Linked DNA regions of Mus musculus: regions 2, 3 and 4 are each linked to region 1. Evidence: chromatin contacts called from public HiCAR-type and promoter capture Hi-C data. All regions are on one chromosome and are shown on one strand. The core of a region is the stretch at or near the end of the contact, and the rest is flanking DNA. Distances in the headings are between cores, read along the strand shown.

Region 1 (3,760 bases), core at 567-3,066:
CATGCATCTTCCTACACTAATGGAGAGAGCTCACACATTTGTTGATAGGAGAAAAACAATAGTCAGGTTGCTTTGCAGGCAGCTCCCGACAAGCAACAGCCTTGGGGTGTTTGGTTCTTCATGCTTAACTTCTAGCACCTAGAACAGTGCCCTGTACTGCTTATCAAACACCATTTAGTCAGTAGGGGAGATTTTAAAGCAGGCCATGGAACAACAGTCATGACATGGTACAATCTCCTCTCTCCTCTTCTGCCTGATATATATATACCTAATTGGGAAGGTAGGCAAAAATGGTTAACAAGGTAACGTTTTAGTATGTTATAACTATCTTCTTTATTCCTTTCTGTACTGTCTAAATTCCTGATAAAATAACTATTGCTTTTTAAAGAGCCCATGTAGTTAAAATGAATACTGCTTACATTTCTAAATTCCAAACGGGGTATGTTTTCTTTCACTTTCAAAAAAAACCCCACAAAACCCTGTCTGCTTATCTTATACAGGTGTTGTCTTTCTCGGCGTCAGGAAATGGCACACCAATCGGAGAAAAGCACATGTTTTCTATAGTGGAAAAAAAAAGTAACTGCCTAACGTCCTTCCCTGTTTTTCATTAACATACAGCCTATTCTAGCCTATCCCTATCTGGTAGTTTAAAATAAATAAATAAATAAATAAAAATAAATTTCCTCCCTCCTCTTTCAGGCTAAAATGCCAAGTGAGTTCATCTCTACACATTTAAACAGGCTTCATTTTAAAGACATTTCATTGATGGATCAAAACTCAGCCACCTATGTCATGTCTCTCTCCGCCCCTTCACTCTGTTCTGTTTTAGTCATGAGCTTTATAGGGAATAACCTTATTTAGATTTTTATCATGTTTCATCCTTCTAGAATGTAAGCTTCATGAGGGCAGGAGTTTTGTCCTGCTTTCTCACCTATGTCCCCAGCCCAACTCCAGGTGGTATCTAGTAGGCCTTAGGAGGTACCTGCCAAATGAAGAGATGTGTGTGGAAAACAGATTAAGGATGTAACTCCAAACAAGCCAATACATAAAGACTTGGAAAAAAGATAAATAAAGACATGATACTGAAATGCCACGCTGACAGGACTCGATGCTTTATAACACTGGCTCGGAGACGGACCTTCTTCAAGGCGGGCAGGTGCTACACACCTAGCTAAACACATAGCTCTTCTAGGAAGGAGGTAATCCACTGGGAAGCCTGGGGTGGTGGTGATCAGCTCCCGGAAGAGTGTAAAGGACCATCTCCATAATAGAGACGTGGCCGGCGCGGAGGGAGCGGAAAACCTCACAATACACCATACATCCTCGCCCAGATGGGAAGAAAAATCACACGAATCTCCTACACAATCAAACCAAGTAGACAACCCTCCACCAGACAGAGAAGCAGGCTCCTCTCCTAGAGCTCGGTAGTCGCCTGCAACCCAGGAGTCGGGTCGCGACTCCAGCGCGATTCCCTTTCCAGGACCCCGCGTCGCACCGCCCCAAGGAGACCGATTTAGGGGGCCGTTTGGGGATCAGCTTTCTCTATCCCCGCAAAACGCTACCCTCCACCGCACACACGCCTGCCAGTCCAGCTCGTCCCCGAGGCCCCGACCCTCCAACTCACGTGTAGATGATGGACATGAAATGCATCAGCCACAGCACCACGAAGAGCACGAAGCCGAACAAGGCCATTCCCTCCTGGGCCAGGTCCAGCAGCGCCATCCCCCGGCCCGCTGGCCCGGCCCGGCCCGCTCCGGCCGCCGCGGACAGCGCTGCCGCGGGAGGAGGACGCGGGGGCCGCCGGGTGCGGGGCGCGGGCCGCGAGTGGAAGGTGGGAGAGGAAGGGCCGGCGGGGCGGCGGGCGTGAGGACGGAAGGGGCGGGCAGGGCCTGCGCGCCCCCGGCCACTCGGCGCGCGCTCGGCACCGCGCACCCCTTAGCGTGCGCGCGCTGGTGTGCTGCGAGCGCAGGCTGACCGCGCTGCGCGCTCTAGGCGGCCGTTGCCGCGCGCTCGGGCTCCCGTGGTCCAGACCCTTGGGCTGCCGCTGCCGCCGCCGCCGCCGCCGCCGCCGCCGCCGCCGTCGCCGTCGTCCCTTTCGCTCGCCGCGGCTCTGCGTTCTGGTCCGTGCTCTCTGCCGGCGTCCGAATCCCGGCACGATGCGGTCCGCCCTGCCCCGCCCTCTGGAGCCCGGTGCCCGTGCCCCCGCCCCCGGGGCGGCGCCCTCGCGCCTCGGTGCCGGCCCGCGCGCCCACGGGTGGAGCTGCCCCCGCGTGCTCGCCGCCCGGCAGCTACCAACCGCTGCCGCCGCCCGCGCCCGCGGTCCCCCCCCCCCCTGCACTGTCTCTAAGCAGCACGCGCCGCCTCTACACTTTATCTTGGCCAAATCCGGAGGAGCCAAGAGACTGTGTTATTTAAGGAATCCCCAAACTCAGAATTGGAAGAATCGCTTGATGCTGAATTCGCGCAAGATTGTGCGTTCTCTAGGGCAGCTGAGTGTAATTTGGCTAAGATGTAGCCAAGAGAGTTATGGAAATGTAGCTAGTTCGAGCAGTGCTAGGCTGTTAAGTGTTGCCAGTACACCGCTGACAAACCATCTCATTCATAAATCTTGTATTATTTGCTGGGATGATAGATTTTAGTCATACTGGGTTAAATTACGTTACTCCATTTTTAAAAAGCTGTTAAATGTTGCTATTACTAAAACGTTTAATTATGCATGTGCACGATACTGAAAATGGGGAAATGAAGGCTAGGCTGTGTGAGAAGCCTGTATGTAGCCCAGTTACTTCTGGGACTGAAGCAGGAGAATTACCTGAACTTGAACACACAGGTTCCAGGCCAGGCTGGGCAAATTCAATGAATCCCTGTGGTGGAAAAACAAGAGTATTCTAACTTTAAGTCGCAACTGGGAGAAGCTAGTAGTAAATGTTTCCATTTGTTTCTTCAGCCTGGATACATCTATATTGTTTACAATTGTTCTGTGTTTAAACTGTTTATTATTCAAGTTACTTTTAAAAAATAATCCAAAAATGACGGGCAGTGGTGACATACACCTTTAATCCCAGCACTTGGGAAGCAGAGACAGGCAGATTTCTGAGTTCGAGGCCAGCCTGGTCTACAGAGTTCCAGGACAGCCAGGGCTACACAGAGAAACTCTGTCTCGAAAAAAGAAAAAGGAAAAAAAAAAAATCCTTAAGGTTTGCAGTGTCCTTTGTTCTACTGGTGAAAAATCAGTGGGAAAGAACCATGCTTCGAAATTAATTTCCAGTTGTTGAGAGTTACTGGTTAATAGAGTTACAGCAGGATGGAATCCATACATAGAAATAATAGCACAGGGTTTTAAATGCCACGATTGTGATTAATCAATTCTAAGGCCCACTTTTAAAGCATTCTTAACACATTTTCAATAATCCATTATTTTCAAGAATCCAAAATGGAAATGCATCTCACACTCAGTGACATCTTACAAATAAAAATAATAGGCCAGGTTTCTTTTTCTTAAAATGTGTTTGCTAGTCATATACAAAACAATGCTGTGTGTTCTCAATACTTCCTTGAACTTGGTCAAGGATATGAATTTCTCAATTTGAGCATTTTGTAGCATTTTTCATTTTTTCCAAATCTTTCCTAGACCTTTACAGCAAAGGATTCCATGCAGTATGGTGGGTAACACAGAAAGGACAAAGAAAGTTGGTGTAACTGGGTATAAGTGAATAATGATCAACTTTGTTGCACTTCATCTGGTTAAATTTAGTCTGCT
Region 2 (3,930 bases), core at 166-2,665, 540 kb before region 1:
CTGCACGTATGTCTGTGCACCACGAATGTACCTGGTGCCTGCAGAGACCAGAAGGCATGTCAAATCCCCTGGGACTGGAGTAAAGGCAGTTGTGAGGGGCGCCGTGGGTGCTGGGAAACAAACCCAGGTCCTCTGGAAGCATGTGCTAATAACTGCTGGACCGTCTCTCCAATTTGCCGCTACGTATTTAGATCTGTACAACTCTGTATGCGTTTACAAAGCATGGAATCCTTTTGTGGAGGTAAGGGGCTAACAGAGGTCTACATACAGAGAGAAAACGAACCTGGTGTTTGCATTGCGCTGGCTCTCTCTCTCTCTCTCTCTCTCTCTCTCTCTCTCTCTCTCTCTCTCATTCCTCTCTCTCCTGTTACATGAGAGGTAGATTGGAGAGGATAAGTTATTCACGTCCACCTTCTGCTATGTGGTTAATTTTAGGCTAGCCTGAGGTACATATTGTCTCAAACATGGAAAAAATAAAATAAAAGGGGGTTCTATAAACATAAACCTGGTTCAGTGCTCGCATGTAGCGCTGGACAAAGGGATGTGAGACAAAGGGATCCTAAGGGCTCTGTGGCCAGGAAATTGAGCTAAAATTTCGAGCTCCTGGCTCACGGAGAGATCCTGTCTCAAAAGTTAAGTGGTGAAGCAACTGACAAGAACTTGACTTTGTTGGCACACACACACACACACACACACACACACACACACACACCACAGACACGCCTGCATACCCTCCCACAATAAATAAACAAACAAATAAATGCTGTGGAACATCCTATTCCATAAATTGGCCTGGAACTACAGGAAGACCATGAATAACCCAGCTACAGAGCTACAAAAGAATTTTATTACCTGCTTGTGTAAATAGCTGTGTGTATAAATGCTTCCTCTTTCAGTACTGTTCCCTTCATGGTTACATGCATGTATATGGAGTCCCTGGCTCTGTACATAGTGATAATATCCCAGGACCACTGCAGTATACCAGGCCAACAACTTGATTCTTTTTTTTCAAATTGGGACCTGCTTTTTTAAATTGGTAAAGTTACAAAAACAGCTACTTTGCAGAAAATAGTTTATTAACTGAAAACTGGTTGTCAGATCCAAATATAGAAAAGACAGTGTGACTGAACAGGCGCTCACTGGAGACACCATCAACACCCATTAGCTGAATTTATTGGGTTGCTTATTTCCATAAAGTTTAGGCTGTACCAACAAATGTATACATAAATAAAAACAACAACAGAAAAATCTCACTACATTAGAGGCAAATGTTATATACATGATGGAACCGACCACTGGGACACAAAACTAGAGTTTTATTTAAAGCACAAGTACACAGACAGTAATGAAGGCAGAACAGTGAGCTGAGAAAAATGAAACATCTTAGTGTGAAAGGTCAGTGAGCAGCAAAACAAAAATGAAAGTGATACCATATATACTCTTGGTCACAAAAGTTCTGTATTACAAACACTGACAGGCAGAGGATCACCTGACTAGAGAGCATCATACATCTGACATGTTAACACATGGTTCTCTCACCTGGACTCACCTTTCTCTGCTTCCCATCACAAGTTATAACTGTAGCAGCTTAAAGACATTTTAAAATATGACACGAGTGACAGAGACACATGTTTTTCCCACATAAATCATATAGAAGCCAGGGGCTAAAAGACACACAGGAAGATGCCAATCGACCAACTTGGGCAAGTCACACCCCCCCGCCCCCCCCCCCCCCCCAAAGCACGGCACAGCCCTCTGTGGTTTCAATGACATCCCTTAAGCATTAATTATGATTACGGTATTTCCAAACAGACGCCTGGTCTTAACCATAAAACAACAATGATAAGTCTGTCTTTTTATTCCCTAAGTACTTAGGGATGGAAGAAAAGGAGCTGCAAACACATCTCTACAACTTAGAAGCAGAACAGAGGACCTCCCTGGAGCAGAATACAGCCTCCATCCCACTAAGGCATGAGATTCTTCCTTGCAGTCGACACTTGCATCACATACTGATTCTGGTAAATTTAAGTAGGGCCATCCATTCAGTCTCCTCGCCAGACCTATGGGATTTTAGTTACATGTTTACATTACTGCATAGGAGAGGGAAATGATCCCTTAGTACAAGGTTGATCTGGCAACTCTGTGTCCAACTTTTGCAACAAGTATGTTTACAGTCATGGGGGAAATAGAAACAATAAATTAAAAACCTACCAAGTATACATACGGTTTGTTCAAAAAACTACAGTAGGACATAAAGGTCTTAGGATAGGGAGATATTCAAAACAGAAGATCCGAGGGTGGAAAAACAGCTGGAAGCAGGATTCAAACACATGCCCACTGTGAACCCAGAGACTTCATCACTGAAGCCATGCAGTTGTTGGTGTCTGAAATCTCCCAATACCAGAATCAAGAAACGCTGCGGTTCGGCTCTGGGGCTGGGTGAGCACAGCAGAGTTGTGCTGCACCACACGGACCTCAGTTCCTTTTTATTGCTTCCTCCCCCCCCCACCGCCCCCCGTAGGGGCGGACATTCAAAGCATATTCTGGTAGGCATGAGCAGGTAAATCACGCTGTGACCCTTTAATACAGTTCCTCATATAATGGTGACCCCCCACCATAGAATTATTTTTATTGCTACTTCCTAACTGTAATTCTGCTACTGTTATGAACTGTTAATATAAATATCTGGTATGCAGGATATCTGATATGTGAACCACGTGAAAGGGTCATTCAACACCCCCAAAAGGGTCACAATCCATAGGTTGAGAACTGCTGCTCTAAGCAAAGACATGGCAGGGGCCTTGACGAATTAGTTTTAATTATCTTAGAATTAAATCAGTAATTCTAGCACCAATGTGTCCAAACACAGCACTGGTTGTCACTATGCCCCTGACAGCCACACAAAAAGCTTCTGTGTAGCTAAGGAGATTATTCCTTCATGAAAGGAATCCTGTAATTATTACCTATTGAACTGATGGGGGGGGGGCTGCAGTAAGGGAGGGATTTTCGCATGTTGGTGTAAAAGGCTCTTTCAGAAGCAGCCTTCTTTGCTTAATATTTTATGACAGTCTAAGTAAGAGTGTGATGGTATTTGCCCCGTGTTGACTATAGAGTGAGTGCAGTAGATGGAGTTAGTCTGTTGGAGCAGCTTTCTTCCTGTCTTTGGAGTGTGTGTGGTGCCACCAAGTAGAGAAGGAAACACCAGGGACTGAATGGACAGACAGGTAAAAAGACCTGATGGATATAAGGCCGTGAACCACCTCAGCCCTAAGCAAATGCTTGACACAAAAGCTGACATTAGGTATACATTAAATTTAAATGTCTTATTCAGATTCAATTTTTATTATCTTTGATTATGTGTAAGTATGTGCAGAGGTTTTGGCCTGTAGCTAGAATTACAGACACCTGATATGTGGGACTATCATATATATATATATATATATATATATGATAGCTGGGACTCAAACTCAGGTCCTCCAGAGGAGCCATACATGTTCTTAACCACTGAGCCATCTCTCCAGCCCCTAAGTTACTAGTTACTCTTATAGATGCAATTCTATGTGAGCCATGCTGACACCTAAGACAATGTGTGCACCTCGAAGGCTTCTGCTGCTACACCATTCAAACTAAAAATACCTGACCGGGGAGGCCCTGCTGCCCCACTGTCTTCTACTGGACTTTGCCATAAAAATGCTCAAGTTTAAAAGAAGAAGATTCTCAGTGGCAAACAGAATTGCTGTTCTCTTTTCTGCAGGTGTGTGGCAGGAAGGCTCTCTCTGGAACGGAACAACACATGCGGAACAGCAGCTTGGCACTGCACGGTGACTACATTTCCTTCCGAAGAAGCCGCTAAGTGCTGGCTCAAAATACTAGACGAAGCACTACTTTCTCAGGTCACACGTAACACACATGTGGGTGGCACAGCCTAAC
Region 3 (3,926 bases), core at 1,407-3,906, 690 kb before region 1:
AGAAGTGCTTCATCTAAGATCTTGGCCTCAGTGCACACTATAAAACACTTCCCTTCCCAGCCTAGTGCCTGAATCTAGCAGCTGTGACTACCCAAGGGACCCTTGTCAAGATCAGGCCTGTTGCTCCTCATAGGAGGAAGATCATCAGACCCTTACCTGAGACACTATCCGTTCCTTCCTCTACTTCCTTGACATCTGTACGTAGCTCTCCTTTGTAGTTGGAGTGAGCTTACACACAGCACAGAAGCTGATGGGGAGGCTCATCGGCACAACTACAGGGAAGGCATGGCCTGCACTGGGGTGAGACAGCTGTGAGGCTGTTTCAGTCACACATGCTCCTGTGAGTAACCCCTTCCCTGGGGGGCTGTAGATAAAACCCAACACCTCCACTGTCTTAGCTCTGGAGGAATCATTATATTGTTCTGTCATAGGTCTTCTGTCTTGGGAAATAATAGATGTTTCTTGACATCTCCCTGCAGGGAAGTTTACGCGACAGTATGTTAAAGGCGAACACAGGAGAGTTAGTAGGGAGAAAGAGCTGCTGTCTCTGAGTGTAGCGTCTCCACTCTCTAAGCACAGAAAGCTCTGCTCCTTCAGACAGGGATTCACGGAGCTCAGGCTGGCCCTCACTTCACTACAGAGCTGAGGATGAATTCCTGATCCTCCTGCCTCCACCTTCCACATGCTAGGATTAAACATGTTCACCAGCCCAAGCCCAAGTAGAAGACATTGATTTAAGGGCTGCTCGCTTGTACTTCCTTGCATGAAACTGGATTTTTTTTTAAGATTTATTTATTTATTATATGTGAGTACACTGTAGCTGTCTTCAGACACATCAGAAGAGGGCATTAGATCTCATTATGGATGGTTGTGAGCCATCATGTGATTGCTGGGATTTGAACTCAGGACCTCCAGAAAAGCAGTTGATGCTCTTAACCACTGAGCAATCTCTCTAGCCCAAAACTGGATTTTGATGGAGACACTGAAGGACCTTATTACTCATCTTTAAATAAAATCTTTGTCACACTGTTTAGCCCAGAAGTCTCAATTCATCTCTCTCCAAGATACACACAAGCTCCCACTGACTCTTCATGCAGAGTCCTAATGACCAGGAATCCAAGCCACAGCCCTCTCCTACTTCATCAGTAATGAGGATGGCCTGGGGCTTCGGAACAAAGGACCTGCAACCTCAGAGCCAACCTTCACTTTGGGAAAACAAGAAACTGGAAGAACCACACCCAAGCATCAGTATGCTGAGAAATGCTTACATTTAAACAGGTTCAACCTGTAGGGGGGGGCTAGTGCATGGGCAGCCACCGACTGAAGCTAAAAACAAAAACTGGACTTTGCCAGGTAGTTTCCATGAGTAGAGAACAGAATCTTCTGGGAGCCTTAAATGTCAGCAGCTGCTATCTGTACACATGTCTCTGTTTTCTTGTCATTTTAACACCCCCCCCCCAAAAAAAAAACCCAAACCAAAAACCCAAAACCTAAACTTCAAACCTTTGTCATTATATATGGCTTGATGCACAGATCTGAACTGAATGGGTTGGCTTGGGAGAAGCTGAGTGCCTGCGAGTCTGAGCATGTGACCCCATTTCTGCACAGTATGAGTGGACTGCCTTAGATTTCAGGCCAGTTCTGCCAACAGCAAGTGAAGCACAAAGCCAGTGAACAAGCAACCTGAGCTTGAACAGTCTAGGAACACACTGGAAGGCAACTGCTTTTCTGGCAAATGACTGGAACAGAGGAACCGAGTTGTCAGCAAGCAATGGCCAGGCCTTGTGAGCTAGAAAGAGGGGCCTTACGAGCCACAGGACCCGACTTCAAGTCCTAGTGATGTTGACTGAACACGTTTAATCTCTCTGAACTTCAGTTTCCTTGCCTGAAAAATGAAGCTGGTTACTTTCAAGGTTCTTGAGTGCCACTCCGCAGGTGCTCAGACAGGGAAGTGACTGTGAACAGGTAAGAATAAAAACTCGGCTCCATCAAAATCCACTTGATAAGGAGGCTGGCTTTGCCAGTGTGGTGCTGGGAATTCCTACTGGTTTCTTGAACAAAATCTATGCCTTAATGAATAACAACGAAGTAAATGTAAGTGAGTGGGAAGATTAAATGAATTTAAAGGAAGAAAAAAAAAAAAACAACAACCTCTGCTCAGGCTGACGTCATCAACCTAGATCAAACCTGGGGAGTCTGATGCCAGGTCATTCGTTATTGGCACATTTAAAACACAGTACAGTTTGGGAAAACGTTTCCAGGAAAGTCACTCCAATTCCAGGTGCACAATAAAGCTTAAGGCGTGACTACACAGACACTGTTTAAAAAGTCCGAGTGCCATGACGGTGGGTTCTGTCGTTAGAAGGCTTAGAATCTGCTGTGCTCTCTGACCAACCCAGCACAGAGGCCAGAAAGCACATGTGACAGCCCCCCTAAGAATGGGTTCTATTAACTGGGAACTAAAGATTAACAGTCTGGTGGGATAAACATTTTTGGGTGATTTGGGTGAGGTCTGTCTCTACAGCAAAAGGTGGGTGAGGTCTACCTCTACAGACAGAAAAAAAAAAAAAGTCACCAGATGGTTAACAATGTCCACTCCCAGTCTTCTGGCTGAAAAACAGCTAATTCCTCTTTTGAGGAGAGGACTCTTTGTGTTTAATATTCCTGGTTCCCTGGTACTCTGTGGGTGCAAGGACCTTTGTGCACACCTTGGTGTATAAGTATCTGGCATGTGGAGGTCAGAGATCAACCTTGTAGAACTGAATCTTTTCACATTTACATGGGCCCTGAAGAGAACACTTGGCTCCTTAGGTCTTTGTAGTGAATACCTGACCCACTGAACCATCTTGCCAGCCCTGAAGAACACTCTTACCAAACACTCGGAATGCTTTCTCTTTTGTGCCTATTGTTGGTAAGCCTGCCAACCTACTAACACTGCCAAGAAGTGTTTAATGGGCACTTCTGCTTTTGGTAAGTGAGAACATTGACTTTCATTGCTGCTGCAAAGGGGGGTGCAGCCTATTATCCTGCCAGATTCTAAAAGAAACTGTGCCAATGCAACGGGCACCAGGAAAGTAGAAGGCCTTTGTGATGTCCAGCTCAGGGGACCACAAGTGGAAGTGGCTCGTGGAAGAGCAAAGCAGTGTTCGAGGAGCCTGAGAACGAGCATTTAGAGGGACACACACAAAATCCTGCCTGTACCTTAGCAGTGAGGAACACATTGAAGTGTTCATTGAAAGAGAGCACGGGGTGATCTGTAATCCTTTTTAGGAATTTGTCCAGCGCTTTTCTTCTGGTCTCCACAAACTCTTCTGAGAAGCGATCCACAACACCCTTCACCACAAACTTCTCAGGAAGCGGCTAGAAGACAAGAGGACAACAGAGTCATCAAAACGTAATCACGAGGGAGCACGGGAGCATGGGAGTGTGGGAGCACGGGAGCATGGGAAGCTGACCAGGCCACCAAATCCCTCCTGCCAGTCTGTCCAAGAACAGAGTTGGGTGTCAAGGCAGGATCTCATATAGTCCAGGTTAGCTTTAAACTCGATATGTGCCTGAAGATGACCTTGAACTTCTGCCCTCACCCTCAGCCTGAGACTACATTTTAGTACCCGGTCACTTTATGCCGGGCACTTTACCAACTGAGCTACATTTCCAACCCACAAACAGTAGTTCTAATCTGTTAAATCTTTATGTTATCATCAAAGATTCTTGGGACCTGCAGCTGCAGCAAATCACAAGTGCCCTGTCAGCACAAAACACTATCACACAAGCCCCTGACAGACCGAGAAGCCAACACCTGTTCAGGAAATGCAGCTGCTCTGTCCACAGACGCAGAGAAGGTACAAAGAGAAAGGGGAAAGACAAAGTCTAGGAAAAGAGAGCAAAGGCCGGGCAGACACTGTAGTTGGGAAAGTACCTACAGT
Region 4 (3,916 bases), core at 163-2,662, 590 kb before region 1:
ACACCTCTGCTTCCCATATACAAATCACAGGAAGGCATAAACTAATGTAGAGCAAGCACCTAGCACGTGGAAAACATGCAACAATTTTTTTTTTCTGTGAACTAAGTAAATCTTTGGTATTGAACTTACTGTTTCAGTCCTGGACTGTGCATTGTAAACATTAGCAAACATCAATTATTATTTTAGAAATAAGGTTTAAGTAGTCAATACTGACCTTAAACTTGCTATGTTCCTTGTTCAAGCTACATACCTTGGACAAAAGATCCTCTTCCCACTAAATTCCCAAGGCTGGATTAAGAAGTATACACTACCATGCCCAATTTTATGTGGTGTGAGGTATCAAATTCAGGGCCTCCTGTGTCCTAGACAAGGACTCTACCAATTTAGCTACATCTCCAACATCCCAAATATTAATTAAGAGCACAGGTGCAAGTTGTGGAGAGTGGTTGATAATCACAGAACAAATACACCTTAAAACATATTTATGTCTTTTGCATTTCTGTTTATTTGTTTGTTTGTTTGCAAATAGGGTTTCTCTGGGTAGCCCTGGCTGTCCTGGAACTCGCTTTGAAGGTTGGCCTTGAATTCATAGAGCTATGCCTGGCTCTGCCCCCCCCCCCCCCCCCCCACGCCACCACCGCCTGGCAAACGCTTTTACGTCTTAAGGTAAACGTCTGGATTTAGCGTGAGGCTATGCAGCATAGGGTAACTTCCAGTAGCATCTTGGTGTGGCGTTCACTCTTTTGTTTGTTTGCTTTTGAGTCGGGGGTTTCTCTGTGTAATCCTGACTGTCCTGGAGTTTGCTATGCAGACCTGGATGGCCTCAAACTTCGAGAGATCCGAGATCCGTCTCTGCCTCCAAGAGTGCTGGGATCAAAAGCATGCCTCACTGCTCTCAGCCGACACTTTCATTTTTAAAATTCAGATTATGCACACTAGTGAAAACTTGTACCTATTTAGTGCTCACCTTGTGTATAATTATTGACTCAGACGGTAAACAACAAAAATATTCCTGGGATGGTTGTTAAAACCTGAAAGTGTGCTCAACCTCCCTCTGAAGCTCTACTGAAGTGGATTAACATCAGGGTTAAATAAATCCTGACAGACAGACAGACAGACAGACAGACAGACAGACAGACAGACAGCTAATCTCCTGCAAACCTGAAGGGGAAAAAAAAAGAATCAATTTAGGTGCTAGGGACCCTGCTCTATTCCTGCCAATCAGCGTTTGGCTCCGCCCCCAATTGTACGGCCTGCATCTCCCGTGAGCCTCTTCGACTGTCATTCTTCGGAAGGGAAACCCTTTCCGGCCGAAGAAACGCTTAAACTACGAATCACTTGGGGTAGCGTCCGTTGCGTCCAGTCGATAGGCGGGACTTCCGCTTCCAGGGGGCCCGTCAGTCAGGAGGCGGAAGTTGGTGCCGGCGGGAAGGTTGTAGCGCGGTGCATTGCTGCACTCTCGCCGGGTTCTGCGTGGGCGCGCCCCCCTGCACGGCTGCGACCGGACAGCGAGCTTTCTCCAGGCTCCTCGCATTCCGGGTAAGTAAAAAGGACTGGTGACGCCAAGAGAAGGGTGGCCCGAACGCTGGCCACGGGGCAGCGGCCTCGCGCGGCATAGTGTGCGAGGGTTTCTCACTTCCCGTTGGGTTTCGCCCACCCCGCGCGCGGGCGGGGACTCCTGGGTCACCCTGACCCTTTCTCAGGGTGGCCTTGATAGCCTTCGGTACGAGCTCGGCTTCGCCCATGCCGTGCTCCAGCCCCAGCCGTGGGAGACGCGAGTCCTTTCCACCCGGCATCTGCTTAGAGCTCGTGTCTTCGCTCAACAATAGTTCTCTACTTCCGCAATCCCGTTCGCGCCTTGTTTTGTTTTGAGTCAGGGTCGGGCTGTGTAGCCCTGGTTGGCCGGGTACTCGGGGTTCTTCTGCCTCATCTTCCAGAGGGCTGGAATTACCGCTATGCGCGGTCACGTTTTTAAAGAGCACATTTGTTAAATTAGTTTTCCTTCCCCCGCCCCCTCCATCCCCAATCCCGTGTGATTACTTGAATGAAACTCAAGGGTCGAGGAGTTTGTCTTGTGATTCCGGCGTGGCCAAATGCAAAACTTTTATTTCTAAACTTAGAGATGAGCAGGCTTGGGGTTGGAGAGGTGGCTCAGCCGGTAAGAGCACTTGCCCAAGCATTAGGGTCTGTGTTGGAATCTCCCGGCATCCATGGCCGAAGACAGACACCTGCACCCCAGAGCTGAGGGAAGGCAGAGACGGAGGATCGGTGAGGGTGGCAGCCTAGCTCCGGGCTCAGTGAGAGACCCTGTTTTCAAGGGAAGAAGGTAGAGAGTGATAGCACAAGGCATCTGATGCCTTTTCCTGCCCTGCTCACACATGCACCACACACACAAAGGAACCAGGAGTCCAGGTTTCCTTACTAGTTTTGTGACTGTTGGCCTCCACGTACATAAAAATGCTCATTAAAAAACATTTTTGGGGACACATCTTACACAATATATGGCGCAGAGTAGATACTTGTTAGGTTGGTTGGTTCTTTCTTTCCTTCTTTCTTTCACCAGCACAGCAAATGCTGGAATTTGTTTTTTAAATGAACGGAGAGTGCTTTTTATAGAATTTTATTTTTCTTCCTAGCACTGATTATGTGGATACTTTACAAAAGGTTGATATATTTGGTAAATACATCTTGATGATGTAAATTAAAAGTTATGCTAAATGTTGGTATTAACAACTTAAGTCCTAGAAAAAAAAAATGTTCATTTAATGAAGTGCATGAGGAATTTGCAGAGCTAAATTTCTGATTTAAGTCTGTGTTTTTTACGTGTATCTTTCTTAAGAGACTAAGAAACCAAACTCAGCCTAGCTGTTCTTTTTTGAGTCTGTAATTTAAGGCCAGTGCATTTTATGTGTGCACAAAAATTTTTTTACAGATGATTGTAAAGTCCTGATCAGTGGCCACTGAATATAATTGACCCAGAATAGGAAGATGGCAGCAAATCCTTCAGGACAAGGTAATGCATGCTGGGACTTCTGTTATTACTAGGAACGTTCTCCCATACAGTAAATATATTTGAGGTAGAGAAAATTTAGTATAGAGCAGTTACTGCATCCAGAATTATGAATAGCAAAGTGGAATCTCCCAATTTAAAATCAGTTTAGCACTGTATTAGCAACATATTTTTTAACATTACTAATTCTTTACTTTAACCTGTCAAGATTAGTGATTCACATCGTAAACTTTTTTCCTTCTATTTACTTTTGTATAGCGTGCATCTGTGTATCTGCATGTTTGCATGTGTATGGGTGCATGTGTGTGTAGGGGTGGGCGTGCATGTGGAGACTAGAGGTTAACATCGAGGATCATCTTCCAGCACTTTGCACCTAATTCATTGAGGCAGGGTCTCTCAGTCAAATCCAGGGCTTGCCCATTGGCTACTCTCGCTAGCCAGCTTTCTCTACCGTTCCCCTCTCTGCCTTCCAAGGCTGAAATTATGCTACATATATGTGGGTTCTCGGGATCTAAACCCTGGTCCTCATGATTTTTGGGAACAAGTGCTTAACCACTGAACCACCTCCCCAGCCCACATCATAAACTGTATCCTCTGGCATCTGTTTTCTTGCTTTTAAAACCGTTGTCAGATAATAACCATGCCTTTATCTTCATTGCTATAAAAGTTTCAGTCATTTCACCTGTTACGTTTTTAATCAAATCAGGTTAGGTACAAGTTGCTGTTAAGGAAATTTTTAAAAAATGTTTTGTTGAAATAAAAATGTATTCACGTGTTTTTAGCTTTCTGAGGGCTATGTCTTGGACTTGTGTCAACCTCTTAATTGCTTAGGCTTACAAGTATGGCCAGATTCTTTTTTTTTTTTTTTTTTTTTTTTTTTTTGAGACAAGGTATGTAGTCTTGGCT

Evidence for each region. Promoter capture Hi-C pulls out the DNA fragments that hold promoters and counts their contacts. HiCAR-type assays count read pairs that join an accessible place to other places.
Region 2: a contact with region 1 is called in a promoter capture Hi-C map of pre-B cells, with 3 times the contacts expected there. The contact joins the enhancer-like site here to the promoter of Ugcg in region 1. A contact is called at or near these places in 4 of 39 promoter capture datasets (the C10 cell line, embryonic stem cells, hippocampal neurons and 1 more), 1 of 115 datasets of contacts at active chromatin or transcription factors (large pre-B cells) and 1 of 9 other capture datasets (embryonic stem cells).
Region 3: a HiCAR-type map of astrocytes shows a contact between it and region 1, with 2.4 times the contacts expected there. The contact joins the enhancer-like site here to the promoter of Ugcg in region 1. A contact is called at or near these places in 2 of 39 promoter capture datasets (hippocampal neurons and pre-B cells), 2 of 115 datasets of contacts at active chromatin or transcription factors (astrocytes and double positive thymocytes) and 2 of 9 other capture datasets (adipose tissue and liver).
Region 4: a promoter capture Hi-C map of pre-B cells shows a contact between it and region 1, with 4 times the contacts expected there. The contact joins the promoter of Inip here to the promoter of Ugcg in region 1. A contact is called at or near these places in 3 of 39 promoter capture datasets (hippocampal neurons, liver and pre-B cells), 4 of 484 Hi-C or Micro-C datasets (embryonic stem cells, erythroblasts and nephron progenitors), 1 of 115 datasets of contacts at active chromatin or transcription factors (astrocytes) and 1 of 9 other capture datasets (liver).

What each region holds. Positions count from the first base shown.
Region 1 is chr4:59,187,606-59,191,365 of GRCm38.p6, reverse strand. It overlaps Ugcg (UDP-glucose ceramide glucosyltransferase), which reads right to left and starts at 1,816. Exons shown (of 9, transcript NM_011673.3): 1 at 1,625-1,816. The coding sequence starts at 1,722.
Region 2 is chr4:59,726,581-59,730,510 of GRCm38.p6, reverse strand. All of the region lies in intron 2 of E130308A19Rik (RIKEN cDNA E130308A19 gene), which reads right to left. Among named protein-coding and RNA genes, the nearest start is that of Inip, 55 kb to the left of the region's middle. Within about 2 kb of position 1,415, at least 20 of the 459 cell types and tissues checked have an H3K27ac peak or open chromatin away from gene starts, as enhancers often do.
Region 3 is chr4:59,878,656-59,882,581 of GRCm38.p6, reverse strand. Snx30 (sorting nexin family member 30) reads right to left here. Exons shown (of 9, transcript NM_172468.2): 4 at 3,202-3,360. Among named protein-coding and RNA genes, the nearest start is that of Slc46a2, 34 kb to the left of the region's middle. Within about 2 kb of position 2,656, at least 39 of the 459 cell types and tissues checked have an H3K27ac peak or open chromatin away from gene starts, as enhancers often do. A contact at or near this core is called in astrocytes, where this site is marked.
Region 4 is chr4:59,781,351-59,785,266 of GRCm38.p6, reverse strand. Inip (INTS3 and NABP interacting protein) reads left to right here and starts at 1,412. Exons shown (of 5, transcript NM_001013577.1): 1 at 1,412-1,539; 2 at 2,933-3,013. The coding sequence starts at 2,989.